Linked DNA regions of Mus musculus: all the other regions are linked to region 4. The links are chromatin contacts, called in public Hi-C and HiCAR-type maps. All regions are on one chromosome and are shown on one strand. Each heading gives the region's core, a stretch centred on a gene start, on an enhancer-like site or on the middle of the called end of the contact. The rest is flanking DNA. Distances are from core to core; before and after follow the strand shown. Region 1 overlaps Kcnma1 (potassium large conductance calcium-activated channel, subfamily M, alpha member 1). Region 2 overlaps Lrmda (leucine rich melanocyte differentiation associated). Region 3 overlaps Lrmda (leucine rich melanocyte differentiation associated). Region 4 overlaps Gm10248 (predicted gene 10248). Region 5 overlaps Kcnma1 (potassium large conductance calcium-activated channel, subfamily M, alpha member 1).

Region 1 (2,700 bases), core at 39-2,538, 440 kb after region 4:
GTCTATGATATTTTAATACAAAGAGACGCTGGACTTGGCCAGTGAGAAAGTTTGCTGTTTTATTTTCAGAGCATGGTGACAGCAGTGGTGGAAAGAACCCCAAGTCTGCAAGGAACTGCTCGTCGCAACTCTGGAAAGACTTCTATCAGAATGAATGGCATGTCAGGAAGACAGAAAATAGGGTGCAACTTAGTCTCGGATGCTTGCATTTGTTCCTGGGATTCTAAATCTACCCAGCAAGGACTCACTCCATCAAACATGAGGCTGAGCAGAAAGAATCTTTCGGGATTATAATTAGAAAATTCACAATCAGAATTCCTTTGTAAATGGAGGTAGGATATTTGAAAGCAAAAGTCGATGCTTGAATGCGCCCCCACCCCGCAAGGTACCCAGTTCATCTCCCACCTACATTTCTATTCTTGTTTAGAGAACAATAGGTGGAACATTCTGCTAAGTGTGTGGAAGGGAAGAAAGACAGCAGGGAAGGGGGGCAGAGGGGAGGCCTTCATCCCATCCGCATTACCTAGAGTTTGATTGACTATGCAGCCAAGTCTCTTTTCAGATGTTCAAGTTTGAAAAGGACTGGAGACGTGCCTGAGAAGGACCCAAAGCAGATGCCAAGGAGGAAGTATCTGCATCCACACCCACCAAGGCCCCTGTCATTGGAAAGGACTACTTGGGACACTACATCATGTGGGGCATCTAATGCCAAATGCGCTGTGATCTGCCTCTCAGTGCCCAATTTCAGAAGTCATCAGGGGTCGTTTTCCCAAAGTATGAGGGCAACATTTTTTTTTCTTTTTTTCCTCTTTCCACAAAAAGTTTAATGCTAATCAAAGCAGAATGCCTAATCAGTTCAAGATGGCCTGTCAGCTTGAATTATCTATTTGTCTTCCTATTTACTGTATCTGTCTGTCTACAATTCTTTGTATCTTTGTGAAAATCAGTTATTAGGGCCCATGTTTCCTTCTGACTACAATCGCTACCAGATGAACCTCCCCGGTGATATGTTGATGATTTGCTAATTTATGGTTTTTAAAATCGAGGAATCCTGAGATATTGCAGGGGAGTCACGTGGGCTACGAGAGGAGAAGTGCTCAATGCTTTTCCTGACAAGGGATCAAAGATTGTGTAAAATACAAGACTTCAGTCCCATTTCAACCTGAGTGATGTCTGAGGCAGAGAAATCGTAAATGACATCTTATGGGAAACATCCCTCCCGTGAGCAGTCCGGCCCTTGCAGGCCTGGGAGAAGTGAGAGTGAACGTCACCCGAGATCCACATAAACAGGAAAGGAAAGCAGGCCCATGGTATCAAGCCAAGATAGCACCACATGACTTAACCCACATCCCACTCTCGCACACTGGAGGCCAGGCTGAGAGCAACCACAGCATTGCAGGGAGACTCCCTGGGATCCGAGGCAGGTTTAAATAAGCTCTCGAGCTGAACTTCCCAACCACTTAGGTGGCCAGATAGCTCAACAGAGAGCGAGAGCTGTTGTACGGCTGGAGGGTTTAATAGGTGTGCTGGAATGTATCTGTCCCTGATGCCTGGCACAGAGCAAGCAGTCAATAAACACATGTGGAATGAATAAACATGAAGGTACAGCACATGGTGATTCTCTTTTGGCAAGGATAGACCCCCAAGAGGGGGCAAATAAAAAGAATCTTTTTAAGGAAATAGCCATATTATGGCCTTTAAAAATGGCCTGGAATCACTGTGGGTAAAACCTGAAAGTAGGGAGAAGATAGAGGAACAGCCCATGTAGAGCCAAGGTAGTAAGTAGGCATAAAGAAACACATGGGGTCTGAGTAAGGAGGAGGGAGGGGGAGAGGGAGAGGGAGGGGGAGGGGGGAAGAGGGAGAGGGAGAGGAAGAGGGAAAGGGAAAGGGAGAGGAAGAGGGAAAGGGAGAGGGAGAGGGAGAGGGAGAGGGAGAGGCAGAGGGAGAGGGAGAGGGAGAGGGAGAGGGAGAGGGAGAGGGAGAGGGAGAGGGAGAGGGAGAGGGAGAGGGAGAGGGAGAGGGAGAGGGAGAGGGAGAGGGAGAGGGAGAGGGAGCATGAACATGAATGAGAAGAACAGCCTATATTGAATAAGTAGCTAAACTAGGCCCCACTCATAAGAAATCAGAAGGAGATGCATAGAGCCCCATGATTAGCTAGCAGAGAGGAATGCCCTGGCAAGCTGGAGATTATGAAGGAGATATAGTTATTCTCTGAATTCTTGAAGCATTGGGTCCAGATGAGGGTAGAAAATATGGTCCCAGGTATACATGGAGTTCTTTAAATAAGTTTACTTCTATCTCTTGGAAATCAAGAGCTCAAAATGGACCAACCTACAAATCCTGAAACTGGTCTACTAGATAAAACAGTATGGTGTTTGTAGTAAGAGACCAACACTGAAGCTCAAGAGCAAGAGCAATTGCTCTGGAGCAAGATATGGGTCTGGCTGTAGAAACTGCTCCCCACTCTAGAATTGGGAAGTCACCATGGAGATTTTCCTTCCATGCTAATTACATCTGGTTTCCTGTTCTCCTTTGTCCACTCCTTGTCTTTTTTTTTTTTTTAATTCCTTTCTTTCCATGTGTCCTCTCAGCTTCTGGCTACCAAAAATCTGTGGAGCCCTCTACACCCACACTCTTCTCTCTGTCCCAAACACCTGGGCCAGAACTACCTCAGTTTGGGGCCATTGAAGCCACATCA
Region 2 (2,705 bases), core at 174-2,673, 320 kb before region 4:
GAAAAATACTGACAGAACTTTGGAGAGCCACACTATAGTAGAAAAGGAGTGTGTGTGTGTGTGTGTGTGTGTGTGTGTGTGTGTGTGTGTGTGTGTGTGTGTTGGGGGTGGTCCATTCCTCACTCTGAGAAGGTTTCAAAGCTTTTCTTTGGAAGGTTTAAATTTAAGCTTGAAGAAGTGGGGCTGAGGCCCCATTCTTGTCTGGTGGCCATTCTTTCTGATGAATAAATGTGAAGAGTGCTTTGAATCTGGTTTTCCCTCTGATAAGGAATTTTTTTTTCCATGCTGTCTTTTCTTTGCACCTGAAGGAGCACCGAGGGTAAAAAATAGAGGCCTGTTTCCTGTTCCTAACTGGAGCCCTCAGAAGGCTGTCAGAGGAGAGCAGCAACTCTGTGGGATTTATGCCTGGGACCTGTCAGAGTAAAATGATCATAGCAAGCCCTCTCTGCCATCAATCACAGAGGGACCGGGATGGCAAGGACAGGCATTTTTCAAATTTCTTTACTGTGCATATTTAGTTTTGTGCCTGGAGGAGGTCTAACTCCTTTGAACCATTCTTGGAGATTTTTTTTTTTCCCATCAGATGGCAGCTCTGAGAACTACTTAATCTCTCCCAAAGTGCTTCTCTCATTGGCCAGCTGAGAAAAACAGCCAGCAGGTAAAGGGGGGCAAGGTGGCAGGGATAATCCATGGATAAGTTCAGAGAGGAAAAATTTGGGGTTCAGAGCATGGTGGCTCCAACATCTGGGCTGTGGCACTATGCTGTCTGCCTAAGGCTTCCTTCTTCCTCATTTCAGTGTCACATGGTTGTTTAGTAACAAGAACACAGAGCTGACACTGCTGTTCTTATCACTGGGAGAATTCTTCTGTCCCAAACAGCTGTTTCCCACATTTGTCAAGGCAGAGTTTGAAGGGAAGTGGGGTGGCCATTCCTTCCTGCCCATCAGAGAGGTCTGTTTGGTCATGATAACATTCAAGGAGTGCATTTATCCATCTTGCTACTGAAGGTGAAAGGCTAGGGTCACAAAGAGAAAAGACAAGAAGAAACCTGTTGGAAAGGTTTATAAATCCTGCCAGGAGTGCTCTAAACAAGAAAAGGAGCCTGTGGCTGGATGTGTAAAGTCTTGCCACATTGATAGGGACCTGATTCTCCAGACCTAGGAAGCCATCCGTGTAAACAGAGAACTGTTGCTTGAATCAGGTCTGCTTTGGCTTAAAGTCTGAGAAACACATTGCCTTCAAAGTGAATTCTTAGGTGTCACTTCCCATAAGTTATGGCAGAAGATTACAAAGCTACTGATATAACATATTAGTTTGATAGACAGAATTATACCCCCAACGCTTCCTGCTCTCCCCAATGACGCACAGTAACGAGTGTGTCTTGGCAGCTGCCTTGATTTACCACCAGTCTGGGAGGCCAACCGGGAGAAGGAACATTCACATGGATGCAGGGCCTGTGACTGGCCCCAAGCCTAGTTTATAAAGCTGCCCTGTAATTCACCACAAATGTGTCACCATTAAAAGAGGAAAAGAGGATTGCAGATAATAAATACTCTCTAATTTATTAGCTAACAACAAAGAGATCAGAGCCAGTTGTGATGTGATTGTTTGACATAATATTGTCAAGGAAAAAAAAGCTAAGTTGACCAGAGAGGTAAATTACACATTCAAGCAGATACATCAACTCTTGGCTTGTCACAAGCCCAACTAAGCAAAACACCAAACTGAGGAGAGAGCTGGCAGTACTCAGTGCTATTTATCTCTAAAGGAGACATATTCAAGAGCGAGTGAAATAAGACATACTTCTTTTGGACTTGGTCAGAGGCCAGATTTTAACTGTTATAAATTAAATGTTTTGTGAACGAATTTGGCAATTCTCCTTGCTTTTGTCCTGATGGGGAGATGAGCAAGCCTGCTGTTTGTTTGATGCTGATGGTTTGGACAGCTGGGGTGTGGGCTTCTATAGTTGGGTGTTGGGAGGATTCGCAAATTCCTGTAACTAAAGCATGAAGCACAGAACAGTTCTTGAATGTGGTTCTTTGAAAACTTGGTGGCATGGAAATTGTCACCTTTTTTGCTGTGGCTTCCTCCTCTGTACTTTGACATAATCACCTGGGATGCCAGCCGCAGATGCAGGTTCAGAGTAGAGTTATGAGACCTTACTTAGAAGAAGTGTCTGTCTCTCATTCCATCACGGTCTGTAACCAGGAACTAGTTGGAGGCAATCCATAGCCTCTGAGCATTTGCTGTGAGTTACCTTAATGAAGCTGAGAGTCAAGGGAGCCTGTTGGGATGTGGTTTGACATGAGCTGATACCCAGAATGGTTTTCCCAGTCCTGAGTCTAAAAGACAAGCGGTTTCACCTCAGTGAACATTCGCCTTTAAGTCTCACCTGCTAGTTGAACATGGGTTTCTTGAATTTACGTCTCAGTCTTGAGGCAAGGATGGCAGTTGACACCCTGTAGGAAGGTGCAGGAAAATGTTCCATTCTTAGGATATGAATTCAGGGTTGGTGCAGTTAATATGCTGTTAATCGATTTGGATGAGTGGATCTCTGTCTCTCTGCCTATGTCTCTCTGCCTCTCTGTCTCTAGAATTTGGTAGATTAGTAAGACTATAAATATGATGAAAGGCATATAGTGAAAATCTTTGGAAGGAAGAAAGAGAGAGAGAGAGAGAGAGAGAGAGAGAGAGAGAGAGAGACC
Region 3 (2,700 bases), core at 72-2,571, 300 kb before region 4:
TCTGCTGGCCTGATTTTCCAAGCAGATCTGGTTCATGGGCATCACAGCTCTGTGGGGAAGCTATGTCCGTCTGCCTTACCTGACAAAGCCTCTGAGTGCTGCTTACACTGCTGGACATGTGCCAAGTGGTGTACCACCTCAGAGAGAGAGGGAGGGAGAGGGGGGAGAGAGGGGGAAGAGAGGGAGAGAGAGAGAGAGAGGGAGAGAGAGAAGGAGAGAGAGAGAGAGAGAGAGAGAGAGGGGGAGAGAGAGAGAGAGAGAGAGAGAGAGAGAGAGAGAGAGAGCTGATTTGGGGTTGGGACAGGTGTGGGTCAGTGATAAACAGGTCTTTGCCCATGATTTTGTCTCTCCCTATGATACTGAACCCATCACTAGCAAAGAAATTTAATGCAATGATTTCTCCAAAAGCCATCGAACCCCATTGTAGCCCTGCCTGAACATATAAATATACCCTTCCTGAGGACATATTTGCATTTTTGGGTGAAAGAAATCCATATATATGGCAAAGATGTCTCTGTAATTATAGAAAGTTTATTTCTGTCCCCAGATGTCAGCAATCAAATTCCCCATAAATATATTTTGTGTAAATCTGTCGGCAGCTGGTCTCCATTCAGTTTTCTGGAGATATTAGCCTGTCTTTGAGTTTATGACAAAGTTAAAAATTATTCATTAAACTGACCTGCAGTATATTCAGTAACTGGAAAATTGCCTTGCCGTTCTATTTGGTTTGTAGATGTGATCACAAGTAAATTTTTAACTTAATTAATTGGCCGTTTCTGTTGACAAGAAATTTATGTGGTAATAATTTGCTCGAAATAGATGCCGACTGTAGGAAATGAGATATCCATCATGGGCTTGTGTTCCAGCAGCTGCACAGTGGCTATTATGAAAGTATTTCAGCCTGCGTCGACCCCAGTGTTTGTGCAGTCAAGATTATATATACCCACGATCCATGGCCTGCCAGAGAGGCGCTGGTGGAGGTCTATGATAACAAAGACTCCGTGATTTATGGCTTGCTGTGAAAGCAGAGCTTGATGAGATTAAACAATTTCATAGCACAAGTGTTTCTCAAGACCTGATTTGTAGTTGCAAGCTGATGGTAAATCACATTTATATATCTGCAAGCGTGCTCAGCAGAGGACTGCAATTACAGTTTAAGACAGCTACTTTTTATTTAATTTTTATCCTGGTTTTGTCTCTTTTATATCCCCCTTCGTCTGCAAACCGTTCACCTTCACAAGTCCTTTCGTGGTTAGGAGGCCAAAGATTGAAGTCAGTGATCTTCTTCTTGTCCTCTTGCCAGCTGGGAGGGAGGGGGGGTGGAGTTCTCAGAGCAGTGCGGACTGGCTCAAACTGGCTTTGACTGGTGTGAGCTCTTTGTTCTATTCTGTGTCCTGTTTGCCTTCCTCAGGGTGTATAGCAGACACTTGTGCTACTTGGCACACAGATGGAGGCCAGAAGCCGTCCTCATCCTGGTTGGGAGGGCATCATCTTGTACATGATGTCTGGGAAAGATGGGGATTGCTTTCATTTTGGAAGTCAGAGTGCAGTGTAGTAGGGGAATGAGGAAGCTCACAGCTGGCTCCCCTTGAATGTGACATTGGAACTGTGCTTTTCATGCAGACCCCTGAGGACTAAACTCTGGAACCAGTCCACTTAGTCACTTAGTGATCTAAAAAAAATGATCTACTGTGGCCTCATCTCTGTGCTAAGTAAGCAATAGGACAAACATCTCTGCCTTCCTCACAATACATGGGTGTGTGTGTGTGTGGCTAATAATAATAATGACAATGATAATAACATAGTCTTAAATGGTTGGTGCTTACATTACTGGAGGTTGGAAGGGAAGAAAACAGCATCACTCCTAGCTGAGGAGGCAGAGAGAATGAACAAGGCAGGGACTTACAAAGTAGATTGTAATTTAAGTAGTGGGAAGAGAGTTCTGGACATTGCAATGGTTTGTATAGTCGAAGACGTGGGCTCAACTATGATAATTGTATCACTGGATAATTGTAACAACGGTATAATAATAGCAGTACACATTTCCAGTACATCATCTTACTTACTCTTGGAAACCCAGACCTTGAACATTCTTGTGATCTTTGATTCTCGAATGTTTTGTTGTCTTTCACCATGGAATGGTGAAACGAGCAAGAAAGCATTGTGCCTCTAGGCCATCAGTCAAAGCTCGAAGAGCTCTGGCTGTTCACATGGGCCTGGTATAAACACAGTCACTGGGTAGAGGGACTCAGAGAAAGTCACAGGGACAGGAGGTGATGCGATGAAGAGGGCTGAGATGGGAGTGCACTTTGATGATGGAAAGAAAGAAATGCAGGAGAGACAGGGCAGGGGCAACTCCAAGCATTTCTACTCCTCACAGCATCCAAAAGAAGCAGCTTGATTTCACCTACCAGGACCTGTTTACAAATGGCTAACATTCAAACAGTAAGTCTGTGCTCTTTTAAGACACAGAAGCCATGGCAGTGTGTACAGAAAACCTATACAAGAGCTAGCACATTTTACTGGGCTCCACATTGAGTCTGTAACTGATTTTAGTAGGATAGTGAAGGAGGTGTTTTTGATTTCTGTATTTTCCCAATTCTGTACTAGTTGCAAGGCTGGTAGTATTTCTGCCTATTTTGCTCACAAACCTCTAGTGCCTAGGACAAAACACAAGATGTACTCACATCCATTAGATAC
Region 4 (2,700 bases), core at 106-2,605:
TTTGGTTAATTTCTTCTTGATGCATCATTCTCTAAGGAGACTGCTCAAGTTCCCAGTCTCCCACACTGTTTTCAAACCTGGTTACCACTCCATGCATTTCTAAATGACAAGGCAACTAGGTATCAATCTTGATATGTAGAGAGAAAACTCAAGCTGACAGTTAGAGGAGACAGAGGGCGGGGGAGGCACTACCCATCTCTCTCTCATCCCAAATGTCACTCCTCCTTTGCCTGGGCTGTGCAGGCCACATTGATAAAGAAATGAGCAGACACTTGAAAGTTTCTGACAGGTGTCATGGGTGCAGACACAGAGTGGCCGGGAGGGATGGAGCTTGATGTGACAGTGGCAGAGCCATTGAGGCTGGCTCCAGGACACACAGAGTTTGGTGGATGTCAATTCTAATTCTTGTCATACCCCAATTCCAGAGTGGTGTCTACAAATGGACAAAGCCAGAGGGAAGTGTTCAGAGAACTTTGCAATGACATGCTAAACAACTGATGCTACCAAGCCACAACAATGTAGGAGTGGCTGCTATGGTGGACGCCTCCATCTGGGGCTGGTTAGAGGGGGATGTGGGGCTGGTCCCACTGGTTTCCTGTGTCTATTTGCTCTCTGTGTTCTTATTCTACTCTCTCTTTCATAGGTTTCCATTTTGAAACTCTTTTCCACATTTGGTGGGGGAGGAGTTGGGGGGGAGAGCAGAGTGCTAACATTCCCCATGTCTAGATCCTAAGATAATTTGATCATTTTAAAACAGCAGTCTCTGTTACAGATCCTCTAGGATCTATTTGGCAAACCTTCTCCCCTCTAACGCAGTCAGAGAATGATTTATAATGGTAGGCCAGAGCTGGCTTCTCAGAAACTGTGTGCAAAACAGTTTCATAAATATTGCTCTCTTGCATTATTTTGAAATATTACTTCTTTTTAATGTTCTGCCAAAGTCAAATTTTTTTGCTTACTAAAAATCCATGGGCAGGCTTCCTACTCAGCCAAAGTAACAGGTGGTACCCAAGTTCACCTGGTGGGAGAGGCTGTTCTGATTTTCTCTAGCCCCAAACTGAGGTTAGGGGCATGATGGATAACAGCAGATGTGTGGATAATCTTTAATCCAAACCTCCAGCCTGCTAGCACAATATATTTCTTTAATAGTTCTTAACTCAATATATTGGCTTGTAGTTAAGTATCTCTAAATAGCATGAGGATTTGATAAGTACATTCATTTATTTAAAAAATAAATAAATAAACTTGACAAAAATTTGATAAAATAGGCAGTGGCACCCATATAAGCTCCAAGTTTGGTTTCTGCTGAAAATTTCTTGGGGCCTTGAGCATGGTCATAAATCAACTGTGGTGTTGATCTCAACCCCCAAATGCTATGAGTCACTGCTGAAGAGAATGCTGGTGTCACAGTGACCCAAAACACACTAGAACTTTTCGGGAAGCAGGCCAGGAGGGGATATTTTTTGTTGTAACATTTACCATGGAATGTTGAAATGAGTTTACTGTCATATCACAGCTTCTCTGCTGTTACAACACACTTTGATAAAACCCAACTTTACTTCCTTCCTGGTTTTGTATTTGGGAATTAGGTGGCCCTTTCAATGAAGCATCATTCTAAGCCTGTCCATCAGCAATGATGCTAGCAGCTTTCATTATTTTAGCTTCATTGGCTTTTCTTACAAACGAGCAAAAGTCTAACTCATTCTTAATAGATATCTACTAATTACTATTTACTTTGGCCTCTTCTGCTTTAACAGTACAGATATCTTCTCCCATTTTCTTCACAGTATTTTTACATGAGCAAAAGTTACTGAATTTGATGTGATGTTTTCTTAACCTTTATTTTTTGATTAATGTTCTTTCAATGTATTAAAATATTCACTTTATCCCACATACATTACCAGATTTTTAACTTCCAATCTTATTTTGCCTTTCATATTTACATCTAAAGTCCACCCAGAATTTCAAAACTATTTGTGTTTTAAGCTGATCAAATTTTATTAAATAAGCAGAAATTGTAATTATTTGACATCTGATAAACATTTTTTTAAACTAAAATATCAAAATGAACTCTTCAAAGCTCAAAAACTACCCCAGAGAATTATTTCAAACATGCAAATTAGAAGCAACTACAATCTCATATTAACTCTTCAGGAGAAATGAGTGTGCATGCTATTTGCCCCCTCGTTTTATATGCTATGTATAACCAGCAGACAAATACAGAAATAAAAAGCTACACTAAAGGCAAACTCTAGACAAATTATTAGCAAATTAAAACTCAAATATTTTAAGTTTTTTATTTTTGAAATTAAAATTTTAAAATTGAATAATATTTAAAAATTTTTAACCACTGGGAATGGTAGGACAAGGCATTATTTCTGTCACTCAGAAGGCAGAAGTGGATCTGAATTTTGAGGCCAGCATGGTAAGTTAATCACCAAGTGTGGGACTGTGATAGGCAGCCTATTTTGGTTGAATGGGGTATGCTCTGGTGACCCAATAGAGAAATCTACAAAGGATGGAAAGGTGAGCCACATTCCCAGAATCAGGTGCTTGTCCATAATTCTGTGACTCAGTCACACAGACAATGTCCCAAGCTTCTGGCATTTTGGCTAGACTCCACCCCCACAGTTACCTGACTTTTGCCAGGTATGCTCCTCCCCACAGTTACCTGGCAACAGTAAGATAGCCCAGGCCACT
Region 5 (2,759 bases), core at 230-2,729, 340 kb after region 4:
ATTATTTTGAAAGTTGTTTTCTTTTTTTCTGTTTTTAAATCAAATGCTGTAGCAGAAAATCCCATCAAACTCAGAAATGCTATGTTTCTCATTAGCAACAGTCCCTGGTTTTCATTTTCATACTGCCATTTCGGGTTCATGCATGGTAATAGAATGTGACACATTTATGGGGAAAGAAAGTTCATGTGTGTGTGTATATATATATATATATATATATATATATATATATATATATACATATGGAAGGGTGATGGGAATAGGTAACTTTGGAATCTTTTTCCCCCCACAGAGGTCAACTTGTCACAATGGGCAATGGAAGCCTCCCACTTCCAAAATGTTCAGGAAGGAGCAAAACACCAAACCAGTGGCTTTCAGGGACTGTTTGCAACTGTCATGGTTGGCTGTTCCGGAGACCATGCACTGTTGTAAAATTTCATATTGTTAGCATGCAGTAACAGGCTGCAACTGGTAACTGAGGCAGCAGAAACCCATTTGCTATAAGAAGATTAACTGTTAATTATAAGCAGTCACATTCCAGAGCAGCATATGCATAAAACAGAAAACATGCTCTTAGTCAACACTCCTGCCCAGTCATTTCACACTCCCACCAAATGCAGAAAAGAAATCTCAAAAGACAAAGAGCAACACACACACACACACACACACACACACACACACACACACACACACACCAGCAAGAATGATCAACATGAGGCTCAGAGACAAGACAAAAACAGTTAAAAATGATTGAGCCCCACATATTGACAAACCTTCATGAACCACAAGGTCTAGAGTAAAGACAACCAGTTAAGTGTGTGCCCCCCTTCTGCACCACCCCAGTCACGTGTGTCATCACCTATGTGCTTCTAGGTCTGTTTCCTAAGCCGAGGAGAAGGGTGATTCTGACCTTGCATCTGATGGAGCAATCCATCAGGGTTGAGGGATGTATGTTCAGTTAAGAGATTCCCTCTGGACCGTTATTACTCATGGTGAAGATTAGCAAAGAAAAGCTGAAGATTTGCCTCCCTTGTAGTAGGTGTTCCAGAATATGTGGGCATTTTATTCTTGGGTTATAAAATAAAGTTGTATCAGTACTACATCACAGACTTCCTCTGTCACCTTCCTCAACTCTACAGCTTCCTAACCCTTCACTTTGGTTCCAGTGAATTACAGATTTCCAGAGCCTTCTTAGTGGCTATTTTTTTTGTACATCCGATTTTGGGTCAGAGGATTTGTTTCCAGTATCAGAGAGGTACTTTAAACCCCTAAGGTTGAGTTTCACAGACCTACTTGCAATACTTCAGTATCTATTTAAAACACGTTTCTCATGTATTCCTAGTCATTAAAAAAAAAAAAAAAGAAAGTAAGAAAATCTTCTCTCCACTGTTGTTTGCTGAGTTCCTTTCTTAGTTAGTAGCCATCCACCGCTCTTCCCAGTCACCAATGAAAATGTTTTCTGTAGTGTGAGAGCAGAGCAGAGTAGGTCTATGAGGACATCTAGTGGACTGCTGTAGGAGAGCAAGCAGCTCCTTAACAGAGCAAACCCTGACCTTGCTGTTTCATCTCTCCTAGGCCTTGTCTCCTCTCTAAGACTTGAAATCTTGTGGTGTTATTTCAGTTCAGTGGCGGATGTTTAGGGGTAGTGAGGACAAATGGCTGAAAGGTCCTGGGACAGCATCCTGGGGCGGTCAACAGTGGCAACTTGCAAACACATTGGTTTAAGTGTATTGGTGGATGGGGTCCCCATGCCTCAGCTCTGCAGCAGCTTCCTGAGAGAGGGACTGGGCCAGATTATTAATGGTGTGGCTACTTGTCACTCTGTCTTGGGGCTCTTGGAACTTTATGCTCTATAAACTGCCCCCATAGGCCAACTTAACTCTGGGAAAGAAAAATATATAAGCCACCCGAGACTTCCTTTTCTCTTTGGCCCACAAAATGTTCTTGTTCTTGGACCAGTACCAATGATGTGAAGAGATCATGTCAGTGCCAAGAGTCTGATCCTGGGTCTCACCTTCCTCTAAAAAACAGATAACTTTGTTTGAGCAGTTTCATCGCTTCAGAAGAAAGCTTTCATGTGCTTCTCTTCAACACAATAAAATGGATGCCCATCCAATACTTCCATTATGACTTCCTAGTAGTATTTATAGAGACAAAACAGAAGTACTTCCCTAGTGGACACCATCAAAGCTATCTGTTTACTGTTGAATGTTTACAGTGGAAGGCTTTCTCAGAGACACACTTGCCCGACTTTTCCTCTGTTGTCAAAGGTCGTGTTGCTAAGAAATGAAACCTGCTGCAGATGGAGCATGGTCACTTTTCTTTCCTTGGGGCACACTGATGCAATCAGGTATCAGGCCTCAGGTCCTCTGCTGGTTGGCCCTTCTGCACCAAGTCTGGAATGGAAGGAAGGGTTGCAGCCCATGCTGTCTGCAGTGCCATCTACCTCCGGCATCAGCAACCAAATGGCCAGCCAAGTTGCAATTGCAGAATCTTAATTTGGGGGGTGGATTGGAAGGGAGAGGAAAAGTGGCCTTGCCAAAGAGGCCAAAGTGGAGGTTTCCAGATGCTAGAGGGAAAATAATTTGGTCTCCAAGGGAGTATATGTAAGAGGAGACTAGTGTGAAAGGAAAAAAAAATGCTGTTAAATTAAGGCACACTTCTTAGACCACAGCCCACTTTTTAAATCAGTCTAGGGAAGGGAAGCATTGTTTCTTAACATGAAACCATTCTTCAAAGGCTCAAATTATAAACAAAATCCT

The links. A called contact is a pair of places that touch in the nucleus more often than the background predicts. HiCAR-type assays count read pairs that join an accessible place to other places.
Region 1: a contact with region 4 is called in a Hi-C map of uterus, with 2.7 times the contacts expected there. The contact joins two enhancer-like sites. A contact is called at or near these places in 1 of 484 Hi-C or Micro-C datasets (uterus), 1 of 115 datasets of contacts at active chromatin or transcription factors (fibro-adipogenic progenitors) and 1 of 9 other capture datasets (embryonic tail).
Region 2: a Hi-C map of uterus shows a contact between it and region 4, with 7 times the contacts expected there. The contact joins two enhancer-like sites. A contact is called at or near these places in 1 of 484 Hi-C or Micro-C datasets (uterus) and 1 of 9 other capture datasets (embryonic trunk).
Region 3: a contact with region 4 is called in a Hi-C map of uterus, with 5 times the contacts expected there. The contact joins two enhancer-like sites. A contact is called at or near these places in 1 of 484 Hi-C or Micro-C datasets (uterus) and 1 of 9 other capture datasets (embryonic trunk).
Region 5: a contact with region 4 is called in a HiCAR-type map of fibro-adipogenic progenitors, with 2.9 times the contacts expected there. The contact joins two enhancer-like sites. A contact is called at or near these places in 1 of 115 datasets of contacts at active chromatin or transcription factors (fibro-adipogenic progenitors) and 1 of 9 other capture datasets (embryonic tail).

The regions. Positions count from the first base shown.
Region 1 is chr14:23,519,968-23,522,667 of GRCm38.p6, forward strand. All of the region lies in intron 9 of Kcnma1 (potassium large conductance calcium-activated channel, subfamily M, alpha member 1), which reads right to left. It overlaps 5430425E15Rik (a long non-coding RNA gene), which reads left to right. Exons shown (of 4, transcript XR_003951125.1): 4 at 1-2,700. Among named protein-coding and RNA genes, the nearest start is that of 5430425E15Rik, 11 kb to the left of the region's middle. RefSeq lists an enhancer at 179-1,631. Within about 2 kb of position 1,289, at least 20 of the 459 cell types and tissues checked have an H3K27ac peak or open chromatin away from gene starts, as enhancers often do. A contact at or near this core is called in uterus, where this site is marked.
Region 2 is chr14:22,758,983-22,761,687 of GRCm38.p6, forward strand. The region is part of intron 5 of Lrmda (leucine rich melanocyte differentiation associated); the gene reads left to right. The region is part of intron 1 of Gm30926 (a long non-coding RNA gene); the gene reads right to left. Among named protein-coding and RNA genes, the nearest start is that of Gm30926, 41 kb to the right of the region's middle. Within about 2 kb of position 1,424, at least 47 of the 459 cell types and tissues checked have an H3K27ac peak or open chromatin away from gene starts, as enhancers often do. A contact at or near this core is called in uterus, where this site is marked.
Region 3 is chr14:22,782,505-22,785,204 of GRCm38.p6, forward strand. All of the region lies in intron 5 of Lrmda (leucine rich melanocyte differentiation associated), which reads left to right. The region is part of intron 1 of Gm30926 (a long non-coding RNA gene); the gene reads right to left. Among named protein-coding and RNA genes, the nearest start is that of Gm30926, 18 kb to the right of the region's middle. Within about 2 kb of position 1,322, at least 60 of the 459 cell types and tissues checked have an H3K27ac peak or open chromatin away from gene starts, as enhancers often do. A contact at or near this core is called in uterus, where this site is marked.
Region 4 is chr14:23,083,551-23,086,250 of GRCm38.p6, forward strand. All of the region lies in intron 2 of Gm10248 (predicted gene 10248), which reads right to left. Among named protein-coding and RNA genes, the nearest start is that of Gm10248, 9.7 kb to the right of the region's middle. Within about 2 kb of position 1,356, at least 30 of the 459 cell types and tissues checked have an H3K27ac peak or open chromatin away from gene starts, as enhancers often do. A contact at or near this core is called in fibro-adipogenic progenitors and uterus, where this site is marked.
Region 5 is chr14:23,427,747-23,430,505 of GRCm38.p6, forward strand. The region is part of intron 18 of Kcnma1 (potassium large conductance calcium-activated channel, subfamily M, alpha member 1); the gene reads right to left. Among named protein-coding and RNA genes, the nearest start is that of 5430425E15Rik, 81 kb to the right of the region's middle. Within about 2 kb of position 1,480, at least 60 of the 459 cell types and tissues checked have an H3K27ac peak or open chromatin away from gene starts, as enhancers often do. A contact at or near this core is called in fibro-adipogenic progenitors, where this site is marked.